2 separate regions of the Rattus norvegicus genome follow, and region 1 is linked to region 2. A link is a contact called in public Hi-C data. All regions are on one chromosome and are shown on one strand. The core of a region is the stretch at or near the end of the contact, and the rest is flanking DNA. Distances in the headings are between cores, read along the strand shown.

Evidence for each region. A called contact is a pair of places that touch in the nucleus more often than the background predicts.
Region 1: a Hi-C map of kidney shows a contact between it and region 2, with 4 times the contacts expected there. The contact joins the enhancer-like site here to the promoter of Mcm3 in region 2. A contact is called at or near these places in 2 of 12 Hi-C or Micro-C datasets (kidney and mammary epithelial cells).

What each region holds. Positions count from the first base shown.
Region 1 is chr9:31,075,368-31,082,826 of GRCr8, forward strand. No RefSeq gene overlaps it. Among named protein-coding and RNA genes, the nearest start is that of Gsta3l1, 37 kb to the right of the region's middle. Within about 2 kb of position 4,139, at least 68 of the 93 cell types and tissues checked have an H3K27ac peak or open chromatin away from gene starts, as enhancers often do. A contact at or near this core is called in kidney, where this site is marked.
Region 2 is chr9:30,728,143-30,735,722 of GRCr8, forward strand. It overlaps Mcm3 (minichromosome maintenance complex component 3), which reads right to left and starts at 5,604. Exons shown (of 17, transcript NM_001191805.2): 1 at 5,436-5,604; 2 at 3,340-3,452; 3 at 2,737-2,945; 4 at 2,161-2,291. The coding sequence starts at 5,513. It also overlaps the pseudogene Cct7-ps4.

The sequences.
Region 1 (7,459 bases), core at 2,889-5,388, 350 kb after region 2:
TTGTGGTGGGAGAACCACCCGGGTGAGCTATACGTCGGGAACAGATGTCAGTAAGCAGCCCCCAATACTGACCCACCAGGAATCCACATGAAAAGACTAGGCTACCCACCTTCCAGGAGTAATAATATCCCACCCGGGGCCAGAGAGTGGAGGTCCAACAGGCGGTCGGCAGCAGAAACTGAGAGGACCAGGGGCATCTCAGAGCTGCAGGATTACCAGATGGAATTTGACATGATTCAGGAGCCGCCTGGCTGAAAGGGCAGAGACCCCGAGGAGCATCACTCCAACCCTTCCTCCATTTGCTCCTCCTACCTTTCCATTGGGTACTTGGTCCGTCTCGATCCCCAGACTCTGAGCTCAGAGCGACAGTTCTCGGAGCTACTTCTAGGATTCTCAGGCAAAGAAAGGGACCAGAGTAAGCCCGTTTCTGTAAGAGGCTTTCCAGATTAACTTCCAGTGTGTCCGAGGCCAACATTGTGGAGGGGTTCTTTCCTTGCCCTCTGGAAATGAATGGGGTGAACTGGTCCTTGTCAGAAGGAGCTGCAGAAATTTATGAATATTGTTCAGAGGTAAATTCTTTGTGAACTTGATTGCTAGCTTGCTGTCAGCTTGCCACAAGCCAGAGTCGTTTGGGAAGAGGGAGTCTCAATTGAGAAAATGCTTCTAGAAGCTTGGGCTGTAGGCAAGTCTGTAGGGTTTTTTCCTAATTCGTGATTGATTTGTGAGGGCCCAGCTAACTTTAGGTGGGACCATTCCTGGGCTGGGAGTCCTGGATGCTTTAAGAAAGCCTGCTGAGCAAGCCATAGAGAGCAAGCCAGTAAACATCACTCCTCCATGGCTTCTCCATTAGCTCCTGCCTCTGGGTTTCTGTCCTGACTTCCCTCAGTGATAGACTGAGCTGGAATATTGGACAGAAAGGACAAAAAAAATTTAATCAACCAAAGCTGAAGTGATTCCTGACTAGGCTGTCAAAGAGGATTTGGTGGAATATCCTAGAAAGAGGAAAGCAGTGTGGAGAAGGACCAAGATTGGATTGTCTGAGCGACAGATGTAGTCAAGTGTCCGTTAGGCCAAGTAGAGTTCAGGGATTTGTTCATGCAGGGTATGTGGGCTTCAGTGTCCAGGAAGAGGGCAGTTGGCACTTAGTGTCTGTCCGTATGCCTGTTTGCGGTCTACACTTACTACTTCTCGTGTGAGTCTTTAAAAGGCATTGAAGTCTGAGATAGGTATGTTAGGAGTAGTTGCACAGAAAGAACCCATTGTGTGCCTTTCATGGGATATGTGAAGGAAGTTCTTCTCATCCCAGGTAGGATACTGGTGACAGAACAAAGAAGGGATCCTACCGAAGTTTAACTTGGTGAGCCAGTGCGTTTACTGGGGTCACTTATAGGAACAGGAACGTCTTAGAGGCAGTTCCATCATCCCAAGTCTCTGTTCATGAAAAGTTGACTTTTTGGAACATTTTGTGACTTACAGGCAACTCGACCTACTGGAGACTCTTCTTATTTCAGAGGAGAGTCTTATGGTTTATATAACCTTGAGGAGGGGAGAATCTTTATGAATGTGGTAAGTCTCAGCGATTTCCTGAGAATCGTGAGTTCCTTACCAAGTGGCCTTGAGCATCCCTTTAGAACAACTGGTTCTCAACCTTCAGAATGCTGCAGTCCTTTTATACGGTTCCTCGTGTCGTAGTGACCCCCTAACCATAAAATTATTTTCATTGCTACTTCATAACTGTAATTTTGCTTCCGTATGAATGTCTGATATGCGGGATGTCTGACGTGTGACCCCCTGTGAAAGGGTCATTTGACCTCAAGGGGGTCTCGACCCCACAGGCTGAGAACCACTGCTTTAGAATGTCCTGCGTTTTAAGGAGCCTCCTCCACCCAGGAGGAAATATTCCAATTCAGAGGATTCTGTTAAACTACATTGACGTTAGTTAAAGATGAAGGGAGAGATTGAAGTCATCCACGATTATTTTATCAGGACGTATGTGACTTATAGTCACCTTTAATGTTTGCTGATGAAATTAGGGCTCCAATGTTTGGTGGAGAATATATATATATTTATATATATGCTTATATTTCTCAATGGATTTTGTTCCTCTTATTAATAACTCTTCTTTATCTCTTCCAACTTTGGCTTGGCGTATACTTAGTGGTCATCAGAATAGCCATGCCCCCTTGGTTTTGGTGTCCATTCACTTGGCAGATTGTCTCCCATTCTCTGGCTCTCCACCCATAGGTGTCTTTACCTGTGAGGTGTGTTTCTTGGAGACCATAGACGCTTGGATCTAGTTTTTAAAATCCAGTCCATCAGACTGGTGAGCCAAAGTCATTACATTTAAGGTTACTACGGAATGGTGATTTTATTGGGCATATTATTGTTTCTTCTTTTCCTTTCCTAACTGTGCTAGGGCTTAGCTGATTTACTGTGTAGGGTACAACAGGAATCACATGGATTCTCCTTGACCACTCACTCTTGCCATTAACTCATTCTCTCCTACGCTCATGCGATCCAAACATTCTTCCTCTTCTTTGTGTAGCATCCCTGCAATTCTTTTCTGCAGTGCCTTCGTGGTGGCTATGAACCGACTTAGTTTGCCCCTGTTTATCAGTTTGTAAAATAGGTTTGCTGGCTTTGGCGGCTGGAAGTTGAGCCCAGGGAAGGTCCTCTTCCTATATATTTGCAAGTGTGTGATCCCCACAGTGTACAGAGGATTCTTTAAATAGTTTAGACAACATGAGTACAATAGAAACGGAATGTACCTGTTTCCATCTTCTAAGTTTTTAGTTGCTAGGTGAAAGAGATCTTGGAGCAGCTAGCCTGAGACACTTGCTCTTAGAAGGAAGATTACTTTCGCAGAGAGAAAGCTATGTATTCGGGTCCTAATGTTGAAACAATGAGGAATAAGAGGAAGGCTCTCATTTGATTTTGAGTAGGGAAAGAGTGCTGTGAGTCTGAGGAAAGAGAGAAGGCTAGGGTGAGGGTGGACAAGCAGGAGGTAAGAAGGCAAGCAAGGAAAACTGGAAGGCAAAATTCAGGATGCAGATGCCTCCACATCCATGTGTCTTGTTGCCAGTGTTCCTGTAACTCTTCTAGAGTTTGATTCCCTAGGAGCAGCTTAGACTTCCCAGTTCTCAAAAGCAGTCACATTGCTTCCGAAATATGAGAGAGAGAGAGAGAGAGGAGAGAGGAGAGAGAGAGAGAGGAGAGAGGAGAGAGGAGAGAGGAGAGAGGAGAGAGGAGAGAGGAGAGAGGAGAGAGGGGAGAGGGAAGAGGGGAGGGGAGAGGGGAGAGGGGAGAGGGGAGAGGGGAGAGGAGAGAGGAGAGAGGAGAGAGGAGAGAGGAGAGAGGAGAGAGGAGAGGGGAGAGAGGAGAGGGGAGAGAGGAGAGGGGAGAGGGGAGAGAGAGAGAAATAGGTTCAGCAAAGGAATGTCACAAGATTTAATCTACATATTAGATTCCTTTGTGTGTTGGGGGAAATTTGTTTATTCCCCCACTCTACCAACCCTGGATTCCTGGACTTCCTCAATACCAGGACTACTGCTGTATGACAGAGGGCAGAAGGTTCGTCCTGTTTTCAGGCAAAACGCGAGGCACAATTTCATGTCGATTTAAGGTTCTTTTCTGGGAACTAATTCCCCTGGACACGCAAGACTCCAAATGCTTTCCAACGGTGGCGTTCTGTGCCATTCCTCCCAGACATCTACTGGCTATCCTGCTCTCACAGAGTAAAGCGGATCATGATGCTATGCCCACACCTGCCAAGGTAGTGAGCTGTACGGGCACTTGGGCTTTATCAACTTGGACTCTGACTGTGGACATACTACTTCACCTCTTAGAACGCCAGCTCTCTCCGCTGAAAATAGTAACAATTTATAGACAGCGTGCACGTTGTTTGGCTCCAAAGTTTCCACCAGGGTCCCTTGAAAGAAAAACTTCCCAGCTAGAGATCTTTCTTCCTTCTGTGATCCAGCTGATAATGCAACGGATAATGTACGTGCTGCAAGTGTCAGCCAGCCCAGTAGGGGGCAGCAAAATCCATTCTGGATTTAGGAGCAGCCATTCTCAGGGTCGGACTCTCTAGGCGGCTGAGCAATACCCACACTCCTGGGAGGGGCTCGATGAGATGACTACGCATGCGCGCTGCGGGCTTAGCCCGGGCCCCTTCCCCGGGTTTGAGGGGGATGAGCTGCAGCCTGGGAGTGCGGCTGCGCTGAGATTGCTTCCGGAATGAGGTGTTGCGCTTGCAAGCCGCTCTTTCTGCCCCCACCACAGTCTCTGGCTTAGGACAGCAGATGTATATATTCGTCCCACAGTGCTGACTTCCCTGTTGTCTTGCTAAGGTGCAGAAATAAAAGGGACTTTGCTGTCCCTCCCTGACCACAGACCAGGGTGTCAAGACTGTCCCCCATCCTCCTGCCACCTGCGGACAATGTTTTGACTTTCTAATTCACAGACCTAACTCTCCTAGGCCTTCCACCTTCCTAGTGTCAGAGTCTTGGGGAAGGTTGCAGAGTGAGCTCATGAATTCCGATATTCCAATCTTGTCAGAATCATGCAGGCGTCGCTGGGAAATGTCTTTTGTGTCCAGGAAGGACAAGGGAACGTCTTGGTTAAAGCCTCAGCATGTAAAATGCGCATGCAAAGTTAGAGCCATTAAAGACCTTGCCTAGTTTTCACAGCTCATCAGTAGTTGTATCAGTTTGAAGCCAGGGGCAGTCACTTCTCCCTCCCCTGCCTTAGGCTAGGGAGGGAGCAGACAGGTGCGATGGAGAACGCGCTTCCCTTGCTCTAGTCTCTTTTCCACTTACAACCAGAGCAGTTTTTCAAAAATCACTCTGAATGGCGTTACCTTTCTTTAGATCCTTTTAAGTCCCCATTGCCTACCAGATGTTTACATTATGGTTCATAGCAGTAGCAAAGTTATAGTTATGAAGTAGCAACGAAAATAATGTTATAGCTGGAGGTCACCGCAACAAGAGGAACAGTATTAAAGGGTCCCACGCAGCATTAGGAAGGTTGTGATCGACTGCTTTAGAGTATTGGAGACCCTTGCGGTTGGAAACTCGACTACTCTTTGGAGTTCTTCTAACTGGCAGGACTTGCAGTTTCTAGGCCATGGCGCTCATAGCTCTTTTAGTCTTCCGTCCTCTTTCAGTTTCTGCATTCTGGAACTCCGTCATCCCCTGTTTCTTTCAGAGAAGGGGTCTCATGTAGTCCATGCTGGCCTTGAACTTGCTCTAGCCATGGGCAGCCTGGAACTTGTGGTCCTCCTTTTTCTACTTCTCAAGTGCTGGGATTATAGGGCTGACACCATCATGTTTAGTTTTATGTAATATTAGAGCTTGGACGTAGGGCCATGTGCACGCGAGATAAGCCTTCTTCTGTCAACAGAAAGCTACATTCTTAGCCCTTCAGCCTCAACTTTTTGTCCCCTCCCCCACGTTTTTGTTTTTGTTTTTTGTTTTTTTGCCTTCTCTATATTTCTACAATCCTTCTCTTATTGTCCTGACTGTTCCCTTGAACTGCTCCCAAGAACTTGAAACTGTCTTTTATTGTCCTGACTGCTTTCTCTTACCGCAGTGGGAGGCAGCCACCCTTTGTCTCTTTACTGCTGTTGCTGCTCTTGCAAAATGACTGGTTAACTCGTCCCTTTCAAGGCTGTAATTAAAACTTGGAGCATTTCAGTTAGATTTCGATTTGTCTACGTGGTTGGCTTTTCCAAGGACCTGAGTTGTGTGGTTTCTGTGAACATAACACAGGCTACAGCAGTTGCTAAACTCAGTTTTGAGCTCAGCTAGAAGGCAATGCTTGTTAAAAAAAAAAAAAAAAAAAAAAAAAAGCAACCAGTTGGCGAACCGGAGTCCTTTCTTGCTGTGTTCCAAACAAGATACAGAACTCCCAGTCAAATAGGGACTTAAGACAAACAGAAGGAACAATCCGAGTACGTCAGAATGTCTCAAACACTGCACGGACCGTATTTATACCAAAGTGTTGTTTCTCTGTAATATACATGAACACGAGTGTCTAGAATTTTATCTAATTTGTGTAGCAACTGTTGGCGTGCTTCCCTTTTCAGCCCGACCCTCAGGACCTGGCCTTCACGTAAGTTGTTGACCCTGATTAATGTGTTTTACCTGCAGCTGCTGTGGTAGTTTCTCAGTTTAGACGTTCCTTGAATTACTTGGACATTACTTATTTGATATCAGCTTCTACCTCAGATTTTGAGCTACAGGGGCTGAGCTTTCATCTTTTGTGAGTTAAATCCCCATAGTTTTGAGAGAGCTTTGGGATCCTTCCCTTTCTCCGGGGCACTAGGCGGATGTTAAGCACCTTAAAGCCCTGGTAAAAATCAGTAATGCCGGTTAACAATACAGCCTTCAGGTTCTGACTGTAAGCACACTTGCTCCTTTTCATGCTCCTGGGAATAAGCAAAGTTCTTTTTGTGCCTTTTACACAAAAGAACTGTCAGCCTTCCAGCCAGCTAAAGTCCCTTTATTTTATTACTCTCATTTTGAACTTTCTCCAAATGTCTTGAGGAAACTGCATAAACATTGTAGCAACCATTTTCACCTAGGCCAGAGGGGAAGCACCTCCCCCTTGTGATCCAGCAGAAGGACTGCTGGGAGTTGGGGGAGCGGGGGTGGGGGAGATATGGGATGGGCCAGTGCTGTGATTGGTCCAAATACAAACCTTTATTTGCATACAAGACTTGCTGTGTTGTACAAACGCCTGTCTGAACATATAAGGGGGCTGTTCGGTTCTCTTGGTGATTTATCAGGGAGATCTTCTCATGTGCTGTGTCCCCTTTGTTTTAAAATAGTAGATTCAGTAAAAGGCTCCTTTTGAGGTCCGTTCCCATCTCTGTAGCATGGCTGAACTGTTAACACAAAGAAGCAGCCTAGGTATCAGATCAGCAGTGTAGTGGACACAGTAGAGCAGCTGTAGTTTCGATGGCCAAGCATGGCAAGTGGATCGACAACAATAGTTTTGATACAATGAAGGGCTGCTTGTATTCATCTCAGACCTTAGCGGAACTGCCCTGTCCTGTCTCTGGCCTTAGTGAAAATGGCTGCAGCCTATTCGAGGGCATCTAGAACTCACCAAGCTCATTTTGTGTAAGGTGCTGATTTCCTACCGTCCGGGGTGATCATAGCTGGAACACGTCCTTCTCTCCAGCTGCTGAGGGTTTTAGAGTGATGAAAAAGTTTCTGAACCATCAGGGTTTCCAACGGCCATCTAGTGATGGAACTGCTTGACTGATAGTTTCCCCACTCAAGGCTGCCCAGACAGAAGAGAGGGAGAACCTGTCATACAGCCTGCTTTAACAGTACTCCACAGTGCTGAACACTTTCCCTGTGTCCCGGGGAGTGGTGGATGTTCAGACTGGCAAGGGCTAGCCGGGTGTTTATGCACATACCCATCTCTCCAGAACTGGGGAGTTGTGACTAGC
Region 2 (7,580 bases), core at 4,354-6,853:
CATCCAATGTGAAAAACATCTTTTAGCAATCTGGAAACTTTACTCAAACCATAATAAATGTATGCATCTCTTTCAGTCTCCCTAACCTGATCCTTGAATTACTAACACATCAACCAATGGAAGGGTCAGTATTCACTGACGGGACCATGGCTGTACTAACACCTAAATTAAAGTCCTGATTCCCACATTGATGCTGAATCTATGATTATAATCTGATCCAGGTTTTCTTTTCCTTTGGCTTTCTTTTCTATTTTGAGACAGGCTTTCCCTGTGTATCCCTAGCTGTCCTGGAACTCTAAGATCCACCTGCCTCTGCCTCCAGAGTGCTGGGATTAAAGACGTGCTCCACCGTGCCCAGCCCTGATAGCTTTTCTACTCCAGGAAATCACCAATGGAAACATGCACCCAAAGCTACAAACTGGTCACATCGGCACTGTTTCTAGCAGGCGAAATGTGAAGAATGTTCACATCTATCAACAGAATAGGTAAACAATGTGGTGCCGTCTTCACACAAATAAGACACTCCTGTGAGGATACACAATGTTACACAACAGCTGCTCAGCATAAGAGCATGTATGTCCGAAAGAGCCAAAAGCTGCAGTTCTCAACCTGTGGGCCATGACCCCTTTTGGGAGTTGAATGACCTCACAGGGGTCACCTAAGACCATTGAAAACCACAGATATTTACATTATAATGCATAATAGCAAAATTGAAGTTATAAAGAAGCAATGAAAATTATTTTACAAGTGGAGGTCCTTGCATGAGAAACTGTATTAAAGGGTCACAGCATTAGGAAGGCTACAAGCCACTTTACAAAGGCAACCCCTACTGTTAAGACACTAGGGTTGCCAGATGTGGCATCACATGCCTTTGATCCCAACACTCAGAAGACAGAGGCAGGTGACGCTGTGAGTTCAAGGCCAGTCAGGTCTACACAATAAGCTCCAGGAGGGTCAAGGGTATGTAGAGAGACCCTTTCTCCAAAAAAGGACATTAGGATAGCGTGGCCTTCAATAGGAATCTGTAAGCTCTGGCTGTTTTCCACTTCAGATGCTGGTTATGAGTATATTTTGCTTGTAAAAACTCAAATTATATACTATATATATATGATATATATGAAAGTGTTTTCAAATATATAATGGATATATATGTGATATATATGAAAGTGTTTTCAAATATATAATGGATATATATGTGATATATATGAAAGTGTTTTCAAATATATAATGGGTATATATGTGTATATATATATGTATCTTCCATAAAAACATTAAGATGTGCTTCCATCACTGTGAATTTCCTAAAACCACAAAAGCCACTCTCTGCTTACTGAGTGCTCACGATGTAATTATCATAACCTTATAAAGTCGAGTATCTTCTTCACAGGCAAGATCAATTTCATGAGAAAGGTATCCTTGACTAAATGAGTATAGACTTCAAGTAATCAATAATAACGATGACCTCTTGTCTCACTAAGAAAGTTATCTTCAACTTTCCTCACCCAGAGCAGCATGAAGAAAGCTTTTTACTGTCTTTCCCCAAATCCACTGAAGCGTCTGCGACGGTTAAATATACCACAGCATCGCGTAACAAGCATCTTCCATCGTTTAGAAAGCTCATTACATCACTGTGATTGGAACTCTGCCCTCCAGTGAAGTTTTTCCTTTTTTGGGCTTTCTGTATCCCACCTTTTCTAAACGTTATTTTGTGTGTGCACATACGTGTTGTAGGTGCACACACTCACTCAAGTGAAGGTCAGAACCTGACAGTAGATTTCGTCTTCATTTCAGCTGGGCTGGCCAGACGGACAGACAGTAAACTTTTGGGCTCACTCTTCTCTCCAAAGACAGCCAGGGTTAGAAGGCACATGTAGTATGCCCAGACTTTTACTTGGGTCCTGGAGATTCAAACCCAAAGTCCTCCTGCTTCCAGAACACTAAGCCAACTCCCTAACCTCTAACCATAATCTTAAAAAAAAAAAAAGTAGGATTTCTACACTAAACTTTCTCTCATCTTTTTTCCCATCTCTTTTCTGAATGAACCTGTATCTCGCATATCTACTTTCAGAATAAGGAGTACAGATACCGTGGAACTGCTTGAATTTAAACAGTCACCCTTGGTTCCCAGCCCCGAAGACACCCATCGATTCATGCCCTCACCTTTGTGGGATAAACAGAACTGGATGGGAAAGCCACCAGGGTGGTGAGGTCAGAGTAGCGCCGCTCTATGGTCTTCTTAGTAGCAGGACAGTAGTGAACGCTGCGAACGACCTTGGGGCGAACCAGAGAGCCTAGGGACACAAAGGCGTGTACAAAGTCACCCCTCGACACACTGACAAAGGAAGGAACTAAACTCAAGCCAAGGCCTGTAAATACTGCATTCTTCCGGTTGGGTTAGTAACCTGTTTCAGTGACATAGGGTACCACTGCGTCCACGTGTAATTTTAGGTACCACTGATGTCAAGGAAAGGACAGTTCAGGGTTGCAGTAAGAAAGGAAGAGTAGGACTCTCCCAGCTTTGAGAACTCACTATTCTGCCACCACTGCTGGTTACTCCCAGTCCCCCTAAGTGCCGTGGACCCTGAGCTGCTGCACATTTTACTTCTTAATTTCAATGTTTCACTTCTCTAAAACTATAAGCTTCCCGCACCCACTACAGCTCTCCTGGTTTCCGGACCTCTTAAATCTATCCCACCATTTTCTTAGGGCCCTAGCGACCATCTTCGATCCGCTCACATTTGGTAACGATGCCTTCCACGCAGACCACACAGCTAAGGAAGCAGGAAGTGAGAGTCCGGGGAGAGACGTGCTTTGAGCCGAAGCTGCCCTCTAGGCCTATGTAGAACTCCTCGTACTGCTTGGCATAGGTAGCGTCAATGGAGGCCACGAAATCCTTCAAGGCCCGCTGGAAGGCAACCAGCTCCTCGAAAGCATTGTTCAGGAGGCTGCACGGGGTCAAGACAAAGACCCATTAGACAGAGCTCAGGAAACTGACCCTCAATACAAGAAGGAACCACCTTGGGTCATTATGATCGGTGAAGAAAACCCACGTCTGCTTTGTCCTACCACTGTGAAAGACTTGGTAAAATACGTCAGAACCGAAGTTGACATCAGTTCATCAAAGATATAAGAAATGATGCTCAGCAAAACACTGGGAGACGGGAGCACCTGGGATCGAAACGCTACCACCTCCTCTCTGGGAGAGGATAGCCTCCATGTGTGGACGTCAGGTCCATGCAGTCTAGGTCTTTCCCAGGAAAGCCTGTCCCAATCTAAACATGATGCCTTCCTTTGTCCCTCACAGGCAGTGGAACCCCTGGAAACCCGGTCACGGCTCACCGGTTAGCCCTCTTTTCATTTTTCCTGCGCAGGTCATTCACATTGACAATCAGCCGATACTGGTTGTCACTGATCAGCTCCCGAACTTTATTCTGGTAAATTCCTTGGTCTTCCTGTGAAGCGGGAGTAAGACAGATCAAATCATACTGTTTGACATATTAAATCAATTAAGACATATCAAAACAGCTTTACAACTCAAAAGTGTTTCAGACCGGAAGCAACCCTGGAAAGGAGCCCTCTAGACCCCAGATGAACACAAAGTCTGTTCTTCAGTCCCTCCCTTTCATTTTCTCTGGCCTCAGATTTCACCCACAAGCTATCAGGAGACTCTAAGAATCATAAAGTCAATGTCACCTACGACACCCAGGGACCCCTTTCTACAGGTTCTTGGTTGTACTGATAGCAAGCTTGGATCTCCAAAGCTGCCGGGAGGGAGAGACACAAAGAGGAAAAGCTGTTTAGAACTCACGGAGCTTCGCTACAATTCCAACACTCAGGCATCTGAGGCAGGAGGATCACCACTGAATCTAAAGCTAGGCTACAGAGTAAGACTGCTTTAAGAGCAACAACCAAAAGAGCAAACGAGCAGATAGGTTCACAGTGAGACCCTGTAAACACTGGTAGAAAGAGGGGTCTTCAAGTGAGAGCAAGCCTTTCCTGAAGGTAGCCGGAGACAAGTGTCATTCAGAAGACAGGTAAACACAACAGCGGGGTCTGCAGCTGTATCAAGAACTTGAGGTACTTAAGGACGGATAACATGAAGGCAGGACAGTCATTTCTGTGTTCTTTATCTTGTCCTCTGGTACGACATGCTTCTGTCTGAAAGATGATCTTCCCTACGTTATAAAGCAGGCTTCCCTTATCATGGGGTAAGGTCTAGGCCTTTCTGGACAAGGAAAGCATACCTGTTGTCTTTATCACGAGAGCATTGGGGACCGGTTAGCATTCAATGTATAATGGGGTTCATGATGGGGGGATGTGGAGGGGAAGTCAACATGAAGGTATTCAAAAGTCCAAAGCTGGAACTTGGGAGCTACTTAAAGCCTACACCAACGAAAATGACACTGGATACTAATTATGTCACTTACACACAAGAATGCCAGCATGTCGATACACATCTCAAATGGTGCCCAGGGAGTAGATGGCTGCAGACAACCTTTCCTCCTGCCCAGCATCCCCTATCACATGCTACTACAATCGACAGTTGTCCTATAGGCTTACATTTTAGCTGGGACTTAGAATGACCTAAATCTTAAAGACTAGTAAATAAATAAATACTCTTAAAATTCAAACTGCTTTTCATCAACAAACTTACAGGGCTCAACATCCTTTAAAATTTAGGTTACACTTAAACCCCATCTTACCTGCATAGAAAACACTTTGAATTCTCAAAAAGAAAGCCTAAGTTGTTAGTCCCGCCCCCACCCCATCAGTCATTAAATCTGAGGGCTGGGAGCCAGTTGCATTAGCCCTTCCAAGGAAGGGTTAAGACGGCCTTTCATCTGTTTACACCTGACCAGTCTCCTTTCAAGTTTAGGGGTGGGGGTGGAGGTGGGGGTGACTGCAAGCACAAGGCCTGGGTACCATCTACAACACGGCAAACAAACAAAAAACAAGAGAAAACCCATTGACTCATTTAAAAAAAAAAAAAAAGACAGTAATTAGGCGTGGGTGATCAGTAGCAGCAATGAAAAGGAGTGGTGAGAAAGAAAGAAATATGACCAGAATACATTATATGTTTATGAAGTTTTCATAATGAAACTAGTACGTATAATTAACATGAAAGGAAAGTAGCTTTTAAAATCTTGAGGTCTGTCTGAAGAAGGAAAAAGAAAAAAAAGATAACAGGACGTATCAGCGGCCTGGGCCCTCCGCGGAAACCCCATCAGCCGTGTCTCATCACCCGGGCCAAGTCACCCGCGGGGACCCCATGAACCGTGCCCGGTCACCCGGGTCAGGTCACCCGCGGGGACCCCTTTAGCTGTGCTCCGGCACCCGCGGAACCCCAGCACCGTGCCCGGTCACCAACAGAGACCCCATCAGCCACTCCGTCACCCGCGGGAACCCCAGCACCCGGCTCGCAGCCCGAATTTCACCTCGTCGTCCAGGAAGTCCAAGTAGTCTCTCTGCGCTTCGCGCAGCTCCACGTCGTCCAGCACTACGGTACCCGCCATGCCGCTGCCCCGAAATCGCCGGCCACCAAAGAGTCCCGCAAAAAATAAAAACGTGTGTGACTCCTCCCTGGCGCGAAAACTTCCCAAGTTTTCCCGCCACGGAAGTTTATGGTGGAGGAAGCAGGGAGCACAGACGCGTTCTAATTGGCTGACTTCTTCAATAGCCTTTTATTCGGTTCTTGGATTGGAGAGAAATGGTCGCTTTCTCCGCCCTAATAGGAAGGCTGGCCAATGACACAGAAAAGAGGCTCAAAACCCACCCCCTAGCCATTGAGCAACAAGGAAGACTAGGAAGCACTGCATTCTGGGAGTTGTGGTCCTCCCCACCTTTTGTTTCTTTTTCTTTTTTCTTTTCTTTTCTTTTCTTTTTTTAAAATCTGTAGGTAGTTTTGTCAAATGGGAAGTTAGGATTTACTGAGGAGTCCAAGTCTGTAACCCATAAGCACGCGTACATATGAAGACAGAGGTTGACATCCGGTGTCTTCCTCAATCTTTCTTCACCTTGTATTTTTGAAAGAGGAAATCGAAACCCACGGATCCATCTCTTTAGCCTCCATATTATTAAGTTTAAAACACTTGTTTTTCTAGCCTTCATTTCCTCATATACAAAATGTGAAGTCTGGTTGGGGATTTAGCTCAGCGGTAGAGCACTTGCCTAGCAAGCGGAAGGCCCTGGGTTCGGTCCCCAGCTCCGAAAAATAAAAAAAAAAAGAAAAAGAAAAAGAAAAAAATGTGAAGTCTGAATTCAAAACTCTCCAGTAAGCCATCACCAGTATTCCAAGAGTCGATGGCACATTAGAAATGGTATAAAGACAAATTTTATTCACTGAATCAATCGTGCTATTGCCTTTAGTACCGCCTTGATTGGCTGTGTCTTGATCCGCAACCTTGAAGACACGGAGATATGTGATTGGCATTTCTTCCTGCATTCATAAGGACATGAGATAGATAAGCAGGAAATCAGATGGTTCCTTAAAAATAAAAAAGAAGACAAGGAATGCAGCTCAGCAGGAGCCTGATGGGTGACATATAGAGCCCTAGGTTTAGCCACCAAAACAAATGAAGGAAAAACAATTAGGTACATGCGTGCACCTGCCTTTCATAAGTCCAGATGAGTTTTGTCAATGGCTCCCCTATGGTCTGACTCAAAATGAAGACACACATACATATGTTAGCATTCTGTCTAAGTTCCACCCCCACAGTTACCTGGCGACAGCCATGTATGCCTGACACTATAAAAGGGGCTGCTTGCCCCGTCCTCACGCTCTTGCTCCCTCTTGCCCCTCTCTTGCTCTCTTGCTCTTACCCTCTTTTTTCTTTGTCACTTCTCTCCCCATTCCCTCCCCCCCCTTCTCTCCATGTGCTCATGGCCGGCCTCTACTCTCCTCCTCTCCTTTTCTACTTCTCTCTCTCTCTCTCTCTCTCTCTCTCTCTCTCTCTCTCTCTCTCTCTCTTTCTCTGACTTTCTCTGCCCTTCTACCCTCTTAACTCCCCTCCCCATGATTTGAATAAACTCTATTCTATACTATACTGTCATCATGTGTGGCTGGTCCCTTAGGGGGAAGGGATGTCTCAGCATGGGCCTGCTGAGAAACCCCCTTTCCCCAGACCTCCATAGAACATATCCCCCCTCTATCTTTTTACTAGCACAACAGCTCGTGAGCTTGACAATGCTTGCCGAGTGTTGCTGAGGCTGTAAGAGTCACCCTGGATCCTCCCGGCAACTTGTTGTGGATGGCCAAGGCAAAGCAAATTCTAATGATTGGGCCGCAATTCTGAAACTCTGAAATTCTGAAACGGTGTCCATCCTGCAGCAAAGACTTTAGTGGACATTGCCAGATCCCAAGACACTGAAGTTGGGCACCACCTTGGTGACCCTGCTGGCTGAGGAGTTTCTGAAACAGTGAAGTCCTATGTGGAGGGAGGTTTACACCCTCAGATCATCATCCGAGCTTTCTGTACGGCCTCCTAGTTGGCTGTTAACAAAATCAAAGAGATTGCTATGACCGTGAAGAAGCAAGATAAAGTGGAGCAGAGGAAGATGCTAGAGAAGTCTGCAGTGACAGC